2 separate regions of the Mus musculus genome follow, and region 2 is linked to region 1. The links are chromatin contacts, called in public Hi-C maps. All regions are on one chromosome and are shown on one strand. The core of a region is the stretch at or near the end of the contact, and the rest is flanking DNA. Distances in the headings are between cores, read along the strand shown.

The links. Hi-C and Micro-C count contacts between places; a contact is called where the count stands out from the background.
Region 2: a Hi-C map of bone marrow-derived macrophages shows a contact between it and region 1, with 28 read pairs. The contact joins two enhancer-like sites. A contact is called at or near these places in 3 of 484 Hi-C or Micro-C datasets (the N1E-115 cell line, bone marrow-derived macrophages and uterus) and 1 of 9 other capture datasets (adipose tissue).

What each region holds. Positions count from the first base shown.
Region 1 is chr8:122,015,555-122,022,664 of GRCm38.p6, reverse strand. It overlaps Banp (BTG3 associated nuclear protein), which reads right to left. Exons shown (of 14, transcript NM_016812.4): 12 at 2,021-2,146. Among named protein-coding and RNA genes, the nearest start is that of Mir7237, 41 kb to the right of the region's middle. Within about 2 kb of position 2,109, at least 65 of the 459 cell types and tissues checked have an H3K27ac peak or open chromatin away from gene starts, as enhancers often do. A contact at or near this core is called in the N1E-115 cell line and bone marrow-derived macrophages, where this site is marked.
Region 2 is chr8:122,192,662-122,200,148 of GRCm38.p6, reverse strand. It overlaps a transcript of Zfp469 not described here. Among named protein-coding and RNA genes, the nearest start is that of Zfp469, 34 kb to the left of the region's middle. Within about 2 kb of position 6,073, at least 32 of the 459 cell types and tissues checked have an H3K27ac peak or open chromatin away from gene starts, as enhancers often do. A contact at or near this core is called in the N1E-115 cell line and bone marrow-derived macrophages, where this site is marked.

The DNA of each region.
Region 1 (7,110 bases), core at 860-3,359:
AACACACTCAGGTTCACGGTAGTGGGAAAATATTGAGGGGGGGGTACTTTTTTTAATGACTGAAAAGCCCTTTTTAACATTTTTGAATAGCTAAGAAAAAGTGAGAACTATTTGGGGAAATGACTGCCAAAAGACTGAATATAGCTGTCCCCTTGGCAACTGCTGCTGAACTCCGTCAGATGGGCTGCAGTGACAGAATCAGGAAGTGGCTCTTTCCTAAGGACTCTTGGCATGTCTTTGGGAAGTGGTCGCTCTACCTCTTTCCTGGAGAGTGCAGTGGCTTCTGGGTCATCTCACTTCCAGTGTGAGTCCGCGCACCTATGGAGGACCTGACAGACTCTGCTCAGGGAAGAGTCAAGAGACAGCAGCAGCAGTGACAGCCTGTCCCTGCACACAGACAGCCCTCCAGACACACCTCCCTGAACCTGCTTACTGATGCTTTTCTGTATGTCAACATCTGGGCATAGGAGGACAGGAATCTCCATGGGCCATGGTGACAGGCAGTGGGCTATGCAAACACAGGGGAGCTGGCCCTCGGCCCTCTCTAGGTGCTTAAACTCAGGTTAATTAAAAGGAAAGAGGGTGTGCAAACACACATCTGGGCTCTGGTTTCCAGGCAAGCTCAAAAGTCCACATAAACACTTGCCTGGTACTTCTGCCCCCAAAACCTCAGCGTTCCCTATTCCACACCCACTCTGGCACAGCTGCTGCACAATGCTACTGGCCACACCCTCCCTCTTCAGAGCAGAGCAGGGCAACAGATGCTGAGTTGCCCAACAGCTGGCTGACAGTAAAGGCTCCTGGTTTTAGATTAAGCTAGGCCCCTTGCAGAGGGAAAAGCCTGAACAGAGTACAATGATCCAGTCTTCTAAGAGTCACTGACAGAGCCCTTGGGTTTCTCCTTCACACTGACTTGTAGGCAAGGTCATCGTCTGTGCTCAGAACTACATTTCTCCAGGCCTGGTGCTCTGCTTCATCTGACCAAGCAGGTCAACGTGAAACAAAACCTAGAATTTTATATTTAGGAAAGAGCAAGCAAGAGCTCCTGTTTGGGGACGGCCATTGGTGGCAGACTTGGTTAGAGCCTTGGCTCTTCCAGACTCTTGACCTTTCATGGGTAGGCAGGGCAGCTTGGGCTCTCTCTTCCCCTGCATTTACCCAGAATACCTCCTGCTCTCTTTACTCAGCAGTTCTTGTGGATCTTATTGGGTCCCACATGCTTCTCTGCCAACCCTGCAGGCTAGCGAAGCCATGCTCTACAGACAGATGAACATTTCCCACACAGCATCTGAGTCCCCGGAGCTTCCTAGTCTCACTGCAAGAACCTGAGGTCAAACAGACAGGACAGTGTCTATGGAGGATCTTTGGCCCACGTGTACCTGGCTGTCTCCCCTGACCTACCCTGGGCCATCCACCAGGGTAACCCAAGGACAGGCAGTGGGAGGGGGGGGGGGTTCCTTGAACAGCAGAAGCAGCAGCTTCAGAAGGAAGGAAAGGACACAAACACCAGAACTGCTGCAATAGCAGAATGGCCCTGTCTCCAAGAATGAAAGGCTCCGTGGGACGAAGGCTCCAAGCTCAGCAGATGGGCCTGACTTAATGGCCATTCATCAAGCCATATGTCTTCATATGCCATCAATTGTTTCGTATGCCTATACACATGTCTTAAGACACATGTGGTCATAGATGTGCACATGCACACATCTGCATGTAAAGTCCATGCCTGTTCACAGTGACCTTGTCAGCAATGCCAAACCCCTAACATGCACCTCCACTCTGATGTCTCTGGCTGCCCAAGCAAGCTCTTAGCCTCAGGCCTCTGTGGGATTCAGCATAGACAGTGGCAGTCATTGTGGCAGCCTCTGTAAGCCTGGGCTTAGTGTGTGGCACAGGCTCTGTAAGGACCTATGGCAAGCAGGACGTGCCTGCTGTCCAGAGCTCTGACCTGACCCTTCTTTCAAGGTCCCTGGAAAACACTGGTCAGGCCACCCACATCTCCCGACAAGAAACACTTACAAACCTGGATCATTTCATTTCCAGCAGGCAGATCAAGTGTGTCTCCTCCCAGAGGCCAAAGCTGGGAGGGATTAGCCTGGGCCACTGAGTCACCGCTGACAGGAATGGGATTCTGGCACAGGCCCCACGACTGGAAGAGATCAGAATGGGGGCTATAGGCTCTGCAGGGACTTGTCAAGCCACAGATCCCACCTTGTGGGGAAGAGGTAGGAAAAGGAGAGGTGCTGATACACTGTGGCTGCCTGGTTTGCTATCTCCTGGTAACTCAGAAGCCAGGCCACATTTGGAAACCCCAAGTTAGGAGTTATGACATAACCAGTTCCCCAATCATGTTACATTTTTACAGGTTCCTCCATGATGAATTTAAAGTAGCTGCAGTTGCATTTAAGGAAACTCTTGCAATCACAGAACCAGTTTCCCAGAAAACTCTGCTGTGCTGATTGTAGCAAACAACACCCTCCCTGCTCAGCAGCGCTGTCCTACCAGCACTGCCAAGAAAACCACTTTCTATATGAAACGCGAAGCTGCTGAGACGTGAGGTGTTATACTGTAGGAAAACCTGAATTTGCAATATTAAGACAAAGGTGTAACTTGACCAACCAATCAATGAATGGAAGCAAGATTCCCAGCTGGAAAAAAGCTTAGAAAGTCATGGCTTTCAAAGACTAGAAGCTACCAGGCCTGGCTTACAAATTGTCTCCCAGTGAGGAGGCTGTGGGGCCTGGATCCTGGCTACGGGATCTGACCACATCTGGTTCAGCTGTAGGGAGGAGCTGGTGAGCCATCACCTTGGCTGGCTGCTGTGATGAAGAGATCAAGATACGTGTCAGGGTGCCATCATCATACTCACTAGGAGGGTACTTGCCAGGAAGGCCTGGCCGTCCCTCAAAGTGTCCAGTTCTAGCCATGCTTCTTGGGCCTGCCCCGTGGGCCTCTGGTCCACTCTCAGGAGTTGTCATACTAGTGACCATTCCTCCTCCAGCAACAGGGGAAGACAAACACCTGCTCTGCTGTGTGGGCCATTCCTGAGTCTGCCTCCAGCACCAGAAGGAGTTTCCGAGGCATTTAACAAAACAAGCACCTTTAAGCCACACATGATGGCTGATTATCCTAGCATTTGATAGGGAGAAGCAGAGTTGAAAGCCAGCCTTGGCTATTTAAGTGAGTTGGAGGCCAGCCAGAGCTACATGAGACAAGCTAAGTAAGGTGTCACTGGTAATGCTACTCTCAGGTGAGAGCTATGACAGCCACAAGGACACTGTAGGAAGACAGCTGGGAGCCAGAGATGGCAGGCAGGGCAGGGAGGAGGACACATGGCATCTAACCACACAGCCCACAAACAAGGCTCCAGAGACTCCAGCAACACTGGACCACTTGCTCTGTGACTGACAATTGCAGAGGAACCCAACAGGTATGTACTACAAATGTTAAATGTGTGGTGTATCACAATGAGCACAGGAAGGTCCGCTGCATGCCTGAATCAAGCACATTCCAGTCTCTGGCATCTAGCAGTGCTTCAAGAGAATCAACCGCACAGGTTGAGGTTTGACCTTAATGTTAAATTGGTGAATAATAAAAACCTGAGTCAGATCCCAGCTATTGGACAGCATCGATGAGCTTGGGTTGGGTGACGAGGGTACATTTTGGCTGCCCAAGAAAACCAAGTAGTGAGTCTTCTTGGGGATCCCCGCTGCTACAGGGAGGAGTCTGGCAGATACAAGCCTTCAGCTACAAAAGAATGCAGCAATGCAGGCCACCATGGCATGGCACACAGGGGCAAGTCTGCACTTATCTCCCAAAGATGAACTTCCATTCCCTTCACTCTGCCTGCTCACCCCGCATCTGGAACAGAGCCCTGATCTGCAGGTTCTCCCAACAGGCTCTGGATGTGGAAACGTCTGACTGCAGTGACATGAGAGCTGACGCCAGGTCAACAGCCAGACCCTTCATCTCCCGGCAGCCAACGCCAGCTAGCCTACAGCTGACCTCAGGGATCCCCAAGGGACAGCACAGACTGACACGCCAGAGACGAGGACGAGGAGCAGGCACTGCTACATTCCCGGCTTCACTGGTTGCAGCTCCCCTAACACATTCTGAAGCAGTGCCAATTCTTTTCAGACGTAAGAAAGAGCAGCGGCGGGCAGGAGTTGGAAACTGCGCACTGAGGGAACCAGGAGGACTGTGCTTTGGACATACACCATCTGCTTTTCCTCCATCCACTGCCAACTCTGCAGCTCTACTTAAAACCCAACTGAGATAATGCAAAACTGGTGCTAACCCTAAAGTCAATGCAAGAAGCCCCAGGACCTTTCAGCAGTATCTGCACATCAAACTCCAAGGCCCACCAAGAGTCTACTAGGGGTAAAACCAAAATAGGAGAAAGGAAGCCTTGTGCCAGGAGTAGACACGCTTCCCTGCGGAGATTAGTGTGGCCAGAAGACGGCCTGGACCACAGCTGCAGGGAAAAGGCCCAAGACGCTAAACTTGTTTCTCACTAACTTGATCCAACCCAACAAGGATCTTTCTGCAACCCACGTGATAGCTCAAACGGAAGTTTTCTCCCGAGAGTGGCGAGGTGCTAGAAAGACGGCTATCCAGTAATACCTCCAACCACTGACCTGCTCAGAGACTAGCCACAAACATTTCACATATACACACATTCCTACAGCAAAACTCTGATTGTGTCTCGCTGTCCCTCCCTACACCAGTATATTTGTGTATGTGTGTGTATGCATGTGTGTGTGCGTGCACACATGTATGTGTATCTACCAGCCACATATCAATGTTTGTTTGTTTGCTTGTTTGTTTGTTTTTTGAGACAGGGTTTGTGTAGCCCTGGCTGTCCTGGAACTCACTTTGTAGACCAGGCTGGCCTCGAACTCAGAAATCCACCTGCCTCTGCCTCCCGAGTGCTGGGATTAAAGGCATGCACCACCACGCCCAGCACCACAGATCAATGTAAATTGCTCTCTATGTTCTATGTTGACATGAGGTCTCTCATTGAATCTGGAAATTGCTAATCTGGCAAGCCCGGCAGGCCCGTAGACCCTAGAAAATTTCCTCTACCCAGGTCTTCAGGGCTGGGATTACAGATGCAAATGTCACACCAGGCTTCTTATGTGGGTGTGGGGCCTGGAATCCAGGTCCTCATGCTTGTGTGGCGAGCACTCTGCCAAGTGAGCCATATCCCCAGCGACTGCTTTTCTGGGTCTCTGTCCTAGTTAAGGTTACCACTGCCGTGATGAAACACCACAAGCAAAGGCAGCTGGGGAGGAAAGGGTTTATTTGGCTTACACGTCTGCAGTGTAGTATGTATATCAGCGAAGGAAGTCAGGAACTCAAGCAGGACGGGAACCTGGAGCAGGAGCTGATGCAGAGGCCATGGAGGGGTGCTGCTTACTGGCTTGCTCCCCATGGCTTGCTCAGTCTGCTTTCTTATAGAACCCAGGACCACCAGCCCAGGAGCAACAGCACCCACAAAGTGCTGGGCCCTCCCACATCAAGCACTAATTGAGAAAATGCCCTATAGGCTTGTCTACAGGCCAGATTTTACAGGCATTTTCCTAACTGAGGTTCCCTCCTCTCTGATGGCTCTACCTGTGTCAAGCTGACATAAACTAGCAGCTTGGTCTTGCTCTGTAGCCCTGCCTGGCCTCCAGAGGTAGACGAGCAGCTGCCCTCTGTGGCCTCTCAAGTGTAGGTGCTCTCACTCTTGCTCAGCTCTGTCATTTTTAAGCCCTCTAAGTGTGTATGTGTGTGTGTATGTGTATGCACGCATATGTTATGCATGTGTTTGCATGGGAAAGGGGTTATGGCACACACATGTAGAGGCCAGAGGGAAACACCAGATGTCTTCCTCCATTGCTTTCTGCCCCACTCCACTGAGATAGGGCTTCTCAGCAGATATGGAGCTCCACATTTTCCTCCCTGGATCTAACTGTGCCTGCTTCCAACACTGGGGCCATGCACAGCATTTACATGGCACCGGGGGTTCAGACTTAGGGCCTCACGACCTTGGGGTGGAGGGGTATGCCACCATACGACAGATGTGGTCTAGAGCCCCTGGCTGCAGTGACTCCTCCTAGCCTCATCTCCAAAGCCCTAGGAAGATGTGGTCTTGCACACTGAGCCAGGAGAGGGCCTGGGCTATGGAATGACAGGTATGCAGCAGCCAGGCAGGCTGCCTGAGAGAAGCCCCCAGGCTGACGCCTAGCCATGCTTCCAATACTGCGCTCTCATGGGCTTTGCCGCTAAACTGGGAGTGAGCAGGAGGGAACCTTAAGGTAGAGGAAGCCAGAAACAATGCCAATGGTGATGTAGGGTGGAGGTGGGGTGGTCCTGGTCCTGTGGGTTGGACTGTCTCTGCAAGTTTGATGAGCCTCCATAGCTTAGTATAACCTCACTTAGAAACAGGGCCCCTAGAGGATCAGGGCAAGCCCTAACCTAAGGACAAGTGTCTTTCCAAAAATAGGGACATCCAAACACAGAGCACAATTCTAGAAGGCTGTAAAACAACAGAAGCTATCTAGGATGATGTGACCATAAGCCAAGGAATACCAAGGATCTAGTACAAGAAGCAGAAAGCCCTTCCAGAGTCTCGAGAATTAACGAAGGCAACCTGGCCTCCTCTGCACACCTCTGTGCAGGCAACCTGGCCTCCACTGAGTGCCTCAATAAAGATGGATGGGCAGCCTCTATAAGTGCCTTGGACTCCTCTGCAGGCCCTGTACAGGTAGCCTCGCCTGCTCTGAACATCTCTGGCCTTTAGAATGAAGGCTGTGGCATTTATTTCATTTAAGATCCAAGTAGGGACCAGGGGTTTGGGGGTCCAAATCCCAAAGCACAAAAAAGCCTTTCACTTGAGGCTACCAACTGGACCACAGGCTGATAAGAACTTCCCAGAATACCCTGAGGCCTCTCTAAAGGCTCCTGTCCTCTCCTGCAGCTGCTTTGGGCCAGCTCAATGCCCTTCAAAGGAGCCACCAATGGTCTCCTCTAACTGCTTCCTTGGGTCCTCTCCACACTCTCTAGGGCCCCTTGCTAACAGGAGTGACAAAGATAAATGCTGGATCCCTGCTGGGTGTCAGTAGGAAT
Region 2 (7,487 bases), core at 4,824-7,323, 170 kb before region 1:
TCTGAAACTGGAGTATTGGGTGCCAGACCTTCCTCTTGTCCTGTCTTCACGTGACTCCTCTGTATGGGCCTGTATCCCAGCCTGATTTTTCCCTTCAAAGGGACATCAGGCACTGGCTTTGGGCCCACCGGTATGACCTCATCCTATCTGGCTTGTCTGCAAGGCCCTGTTCCAAGAGTGGCCCTCACAGGTACACAGAGGGACATCCACGCCGCTGGCTGACATCACAGACCAGCAATTGCTGTGGAAACCAGAGGCTGCTTTGGAAGCTGGGGTGGGGTTCAGGCCCCTGGTAGCCAGGGTGGGAGCAGGGCTCACTCCACAAATACATAAGCCAGACCCGATGAGAACACCCCGAATCTGGACAGAGCTGGCCTGCACTGCCTGCTCACATGCGGACACATTTGCGTTTTCCCATCAACGTGTCTTACTCTTTCAGAACCTGGAAAAAAAAATCACCATGTTTCTCAGTTCATGAGCTCATCCTTCAGAGAACCGGGATGTTCCCCTAAGGAGCAGCTTGGCAGCCACAGTAGTAGGAATTCCATGCCACCCTCATGGTGGGATTTCCTCTACTGATGTGACCTACTCGTGGTCCCGTAGGTAGACCTGTCTGGTTTGTCTGTCACAGTCTGACCAGTAGCTGGGGTGGCAGGAAAACACCAGTGATGAGATAGGAAGATGGGCTCTGGCTTGGAGCCAGCCGTCTGTCAGGAGGCCATGGGGCCTTGGCATGTGGCTACCCATCTTGTCACTTCTTAAAAGACGCCGCTGCTTCAAGTGACCCCGTGTAAGGGTTCAAGCCAGAGTCCGCAGGGAGGGGCTCTGAGGGAGCTGACACTGTGTCCCAGTGAGGTCTGCCAGAGCTCAGCATCTCTGACCTAGAGATCAGTGGGCAAGAATAATGGGGTCCCACCCTCTACGGCCACAGCCTCCCTGGAGGCACCCTGTAAACGAAACCAGAATCTACGTCCCACCCTCTGCCCAGCTCCTGAAGCTGGCCTGTCCCTGTACTCCCAAGGCCAACTGGATGGAGCCAAGAATTCTAGGCCCTGGAGATGTCAGCCTGGGTACCAACAAAGAAAAAGTAGAAATGGAATAAAAATTCTTTTTTAATGGTCTCGGCTGCTAAACTCGGCAGTGCAGCCAGAAATCTGAATGGCGAGCCCACGGCGCAGCCTTCCAAAAACTCCACCTCACACACCGTGCTTCATCCAAGATTAATGGGAGCAGATGGAGTTGCTTTCCTGTGTTCCTTTCAGGGCAACGAGGTGCCAGTCATCAGGGCCATGCTGGAGAGGGGGCAGATCGGTGGGGGAGCGGGCCAGTGGGACAGGGGCAAGGTCAGGAGGAACGGTGGCAGACTCCTCTGTGACAGACAGATGGGGAATCTAGTGCATCTATCTAGTGGGGTGTATTGGGCCCTGGGGGTTCTGTGGGCTGATGAACTCCACTGTCATTCCATGTAGCTATCCCTCTGTCCTTCCAGAGCTCACTTCACTGTCAGCAGTGTGGAAGGCTGCCTGGCCAGCACCCAGCCAGGAGAAAGCTGTTAGAAGATTGTAGTAATCCGTGAGGTCCCCTGTGGGATGCACATGACACTAGAGTGTCCCCGTGTGGCTGGAGAAGGCAGGTGACCCAGGCCTAAGAGTGCACGGTCATCCCTGAGAATCTATCCTGCTCTGCAATGGGCCCAGAAGCCAAGAGGGACATGGTGGACTTAAGGTCCATGGGAGTGGACACAGTTCTCCACTCAAACTCCTCTCACCCCTAAAGCCTTCTGCTTCTACAGTGGTACCCCATATCCTCTATGAATACCCCAGGTCCTCCACTGACACCCCGTGTCTTCCACGGACACGCCATGTCCTCCACTGACACACCATGTCCTCCACTGATGCCCCATGTCTTCCAGTACGCCCCATATCATTCACTGATGCCCCATGTCATCCATGGACACCCCATGTCCTCCACGGATGACCCATGTACTCCACAGACACCCCATATCTTCCTCCAACACAGGCCTGCATGGAAGATACAAGTTTTCAGCAAGAATTTCGCTGGGTAGTGGCTGAGTTTACAGTTGCCCCTGGGAGCTCCCGAGCCTACCATGAGAGGAGCAAGCCCTGAGCTCTCCTCAGCCTGAGAAGTATGAGGCTCATGGGGAGAAGCTGACACAAGTCAACCTCGTCCTCTCCTCAGCTGGGTGCAGATGCAACCAACATCGCCTGCCCCAAAGGTGAGAGAGACAGGTGCCTATCCCCATGTGCTGCTGCCATTTCCATGGCTGGCTGTTACTTAGCAGTAGCTGACTGATACTGTCTGCAATCTGGGTGAACTAAAGAGAGCAAAAGATGGTAAAGGGAGGGGAGGGGAGGGGAGGGGAGGGGAGGGGAGGGGAGGGGAGGGGAGGGGAGGGGAGGGGAGGGATACACTTTACATTTCATTCGTTGTAAAACAAATATGAACTGTCTCCAGACTGCTCATGTGTTGGAACACTTGGTCCTCAGAGGGGGCGCTGTTTGGTGAGATTATAGAACCTTGGGGGGGTGTCTTCATCTGACGAAATGGGGGTCACTGTGGGAGGGCCTTGTGGTTTTGTAGTCTGGCCTCACTTCTTGTCTGCTTCCTGTCTGTGGCCTAGATGTGAGGAGTCCCAGCCACACCTTCTGTCCTGAACTCCGCCATGATAACCTCCTAGCCTTCTCTTGTTGCTTGGCGTCTGTAATCATTTCTAGGAGTGCATCCCTCATGTTCCTCAGGGTTGAACTGAGTAAGGGGTCATCTGGAGGATAGCCCTAGAGTGAGTGCCCTTCTGCATATAATGGCAAGCCTAGACTAGCAGTGTGTCCTTCCATGACATTGGTCTTGGTGCCCTGGCTGAACCCTACCCTCCCACGGCCTGCCCCTGCCCCGGGTCTGTCACTTATTGAAGTCACTTTTCTGCAGTCACCCCCAGCCCCATCCCCTTACTACCCAGCATGGTTCCCACTTGGCACAGGCGCCTTCTTCTCTGAGCTTCCTTATAGTGTCTGGAAGCATTTACAGTCCCGGGTTTATTATTTATTCACTCGGGAGCTTGTTTGGACCATTATGGGCTTGTGGGTATTTATTTTATCCTTTGGGTTATGACCCTGCACGGTTATTCATTTTCCTGCTCCAGTGGCTCCAGCCTTGGAAGCCATTCAGTTGGCACCTGTGCCCCTCTGACACCACAGCACTCACATGTGCATGCACACGCGACTGTACGTACATGTGTGCACACCTGTGCGTATGTGTGTGCGTGCACACATACTTGAACCATTTCCTTGCTTTGACACTAAGAGATGGCCATGATCCTGTGGTTTGTCCCCTGGGCATCCCACAGCTGGGCAGTTCCCCAAGAGCATGCTAAGCATGGCTTGGAGACATGTTAGGACCCCAGGCCTGAGCTGGGAGTATGCCCGTGGCTTCTAGGACTGAGCATGACTTAATAGGATGTCGTCAGCCTGTGAGGAACCAAAGGGGCAGGGGATACGGCCTCTCCCCTGCTGCAGCACACACTTCTGCTTGCCTACTGCTTAACCTGTAGCAGGTGAGGTGGGCTCGGAGTCTGCAGGTGCACAGGAGAGACTTTGCCATGCAGCGTGCAGCTGCACACTCTGGCCTCTAGACCCTGTAGATTCTCAGGAGTGAGCTGAGCCAGTCTTGGGTTAGACCTCCTCCCCCACCCAGGATCCTCTTTGAGGATAAAGACCGAGGCCCTCCTGTTCTTTCACATTGATGGGGGTCCAGCTTCTGGTTTCCAAGCACAGGGTCCTCCCTGGGTCCCCACCCTGTAGTGGGTCCCTGGGAGCCAACCCTGCTGTGGCAAGCCTCTAGCCAGTGCCTGAACCTAGGGAGAAAATTCTAGTGGACACATGTGGATGGGTGGGCAGGCAGCTGGCTATGGTCATTAGTTTTTTTGTTAAGTTCACAGTTTTAGAGTTGTTTGAGAAGAAGAAATCTCAGCTAAGAATTTTTTAAAATTATATATATACATATATATGTATATGCATATATTTATATATATAATGAGTACACTGTCACTATCTTCAAATATACCAAAAGAAAGCATTAGATCCCATTACAGATGGTTGTGAGCCACCATGGGGTTACTGGGAATTGAACTCAGGACCTCTAGAAGAGCAGTCAGTGCTCTTAACCACTGAGCCATCTCTTCAGCCCCTGAGAGTATTTTCTTGATTCATGATTGATTTAGAAGGTCCCAGGCCACGACTACTGTCCCTTGGCACGTGGTCATGGGATGTTTAAGAAAGTAAACTGACCAATCCGGGGGGAGCAAGCCACCAGGCAGCAGTCCATGGCTTCTCCTTCATTCAGTTCCTGCCCCTCAGGGATGGGATGTGATCAGAGAGTCTTGAGGTGAAAATAACCCTTTCCTCTCCAAATTGCTTCTGGTCTTGGTAGTTTTTTAAAAAGAAAGAAAAGAAACTGTAACTAAGATTGCATCCCTCCTCTGCCCTCTGCCCTCTGCCCTCAGGCAGTCTCAGGCCTGCTACCTACCCATGTATTCTTCAGCCGCATGGACAAACATTTGGAGGCTGCTGGCAACACATGTCCTACACTGATGGTTGCCATGGGGATGCTAATACTCGCTCCTTATACATCTTTAATTGCTCTTACCCAATATAGGCACCAATGCAGAGAGAAACAGGCTGTACTCCTATTCGCCACCCTGATCCTACGACCGAGGTCTGTCCCTTAGCACGTATAAGGGCTCCCACCTCCACCTTCCTCACAGATCACCCAAGGGTGCAGAAGAAGGGAACAAAGCCATTATCCTCCACAGAGGAGTGTCAGGTGTGGGGACCAGTGGAGTCAACACAGGTGTCACTTCAGCTCCGGGCAGTGATCGCAAAGGCAGCACTGCAGGGTGTAGGAAGCCATTGCCTCACCCTTGCCTCACTGACTCCCACGGGCTGGTGAGGAGGATTCCCACAGGAGCATTCATCCCTAGGCTCTACTAGTGGATTCAGTGGAGTGTGCTCATGATCGATTAGTAATGACTGTGCAGAGTGTAAGATTGGTAGAACATCTGCTCTTCGCACTAATGGGTTTGGGGGTGGGATTTGGGGTTTGAGGATGAGGGTGCTGTAAGAATCTAAACTCCAAGTAACAGTCTACCCTTCCTGTCCTACCAGCAATGCTGAGCTGTCCCTGCCCCAGCCAAGTGTCCCCTGAGTCACCTGCCCCAAGGACAGCCTTCCCACCTGCCTCTGCTCCTCAACTCACCCTTGTTCACTGTGCACCCAGTCGGCTGCTCACCTCTCGTCTCGTCTCTCCATACAGAGTAGGCAGCTGCCCTGCTTTGCTGAGGCCAACTTAAAACACAGAGTCTATCCCCAGATGGGCCAGGCTGGCCCCATCTCACTGGCTGCTCATCTCCTGGTCCAACAAGGCGGTAGAGATGCCCTGGGCTGAGAGCATCTGCCTTCGGGGGTGAGGAATTCACGTGGATGTGGAAGGAAGTGGGGATGGAGATGATGGCAGGGGACCAGAGCCAAGTGTCCTGGAGTGAGGCCCAGACTGAGTCCCCCGGGAGGGGAGAGGAGAAGAGAGGAGAGAAGAGAAGCAGTGGCCCCTCCCACAGCCCATCTCGGCCTCCTCCAAAGTCTTTTAGGAAAAAATAGCGTTTCCTCTTTAAACACATTAACCTCCTAGGCAGGCCACATGGGTCTTCTGCAGAAGCAGAGCGGGGATACTGCCCCAGCGTGTTCCTGGCCCATTGGATGCTAGGAGTTCCCGGGTCCGGTGAGCTGCCCTTGGCTCTGAAAGCATACACTAGAGGCTCTGAGTAGCTCATTCCCTCTTGGGCAGGGACAGGGTGACCTCTGTGGCTTCCTGAGCCAACTCAAGGTCAGACAGGAGTCCTTAGAGGACGCTGGACCAATAATCTCATCCTCCCGTGCTCTGGAAGCTCACACTCTCTGGCTGTGCTTAACCTAGCTTGAGGGAGGTCATACCCTCTGACCTGTCAGCTCATCCTCTGGGAGGGGACATTTTAGGTCCTGTGACACAGCCTGTGGTTAACCCTGGGACAGGAAGGGCTTATTTTAGTTCACGGTGACTTAGCTTCCTAATATGTGGCCCCTGGTTGTCATGGCCTCCTGGCGGTCTCTTTCCTGGGGTCTTGGATTTGGAGCCCAAGGGTTTGACATGTCTCTAGATCGGGGTGTTCTAGCTCCTGAGTATCCCCATCCCAGAGTGTCCAGCACCGAGTGGGGGCTTCATCAGCACTAGCAAGACGTCCATAGTCCCTCAGGGAGGTTCCCTTCCCAATTCATGCCTACCAGGCATGGCGCTGTTGGCAGAGGGCTGGGGAGAGTTAACAGGCTCAGCCAGGCCTGTTCTATTGAGCTCAGTACGGATTCCTCGTCTTTTTAAAAGATTATAGAAAAAATAATAAAAGGGACCACGTAACAGAGACCATATGTGGCCAGCCAAGCTGCGAGGTTTGCTTTCTGGGCTTTACACGGAAAGCTGATCCTTGGGTCCTGAAGGGCAGGCACGAAGCATCACGCAGGGGCAATGGGACTCTGCAGACGGATGACCACCTAGGACCACTCCCTCCCTGGAGGCCCTTGCTCTGTCACTGCCCCTCAGGGTTCTGTCCACCCCTCAGCAGTTCCCCATGAGACCCCACCTTCACATCCACCCCCTCTGAGCTCTGTGGCCTGGAGCCCCACTGCCCTGCCCCCTATGTGCTCATAAGCAGTCCAGATCCAACTCCCTGGGGCCTCTGGCTCCTGATCCCAGCACTGCCCACCCCCACAAAGCTTGTGGACCACCCAGAGTTTGCTGATGGCAGATGGCACCTATGGGACCCTGTGGATGTGGCCTGTGACGCTTGGCTTATTATACTTGGCTCACTCTTATCACCACTGTTCTGCACCCCTCCTGTCTACTGTTGCCCTGCTAGCATGCAGGCCTGGATTGCATGCTGGGAAGGGGCTTCCTGGTGGGTACGCAGGACTGGGGGTGGAGACTATGCTGACCCCCCAGGGCCAGTGTCTTGGGCTCTGATCCCAGTATTCTCCCACTAAACACCACACAGACCGCTGTACCCTCAGAAGAGAATTCAAGTTCTTGTCTTGGGGTCCAGGACCCCTGCTCCCTCTGCACTGCCGGCCCCACCCACTTGGCACACATCTGGGGTCTATCTCACTGCAGCTCATGCCTGTCCTCCTACTCCTGTTCCCACGGGTCTGCTCTGTCCAAGGGGGTGGACAGATGCCCTTGTGACCCAAGAAAGATGAATCCTGGTCCTCCTTCCCTGTCTAGCGCTGCTTTTCTGTGGAGAATGCCAGTGTTGGAGGAGTGGGGATCCTTGGAGTGGTATGTACAGGCACCTCACTGCTCTCTGAGGCTCCCTGGTGCCTGCCATTTCAAAATCATGTCTTAGCTCCCACCCCACCCCCATCCCCGCCCACACTCCTCTACAAAGACAG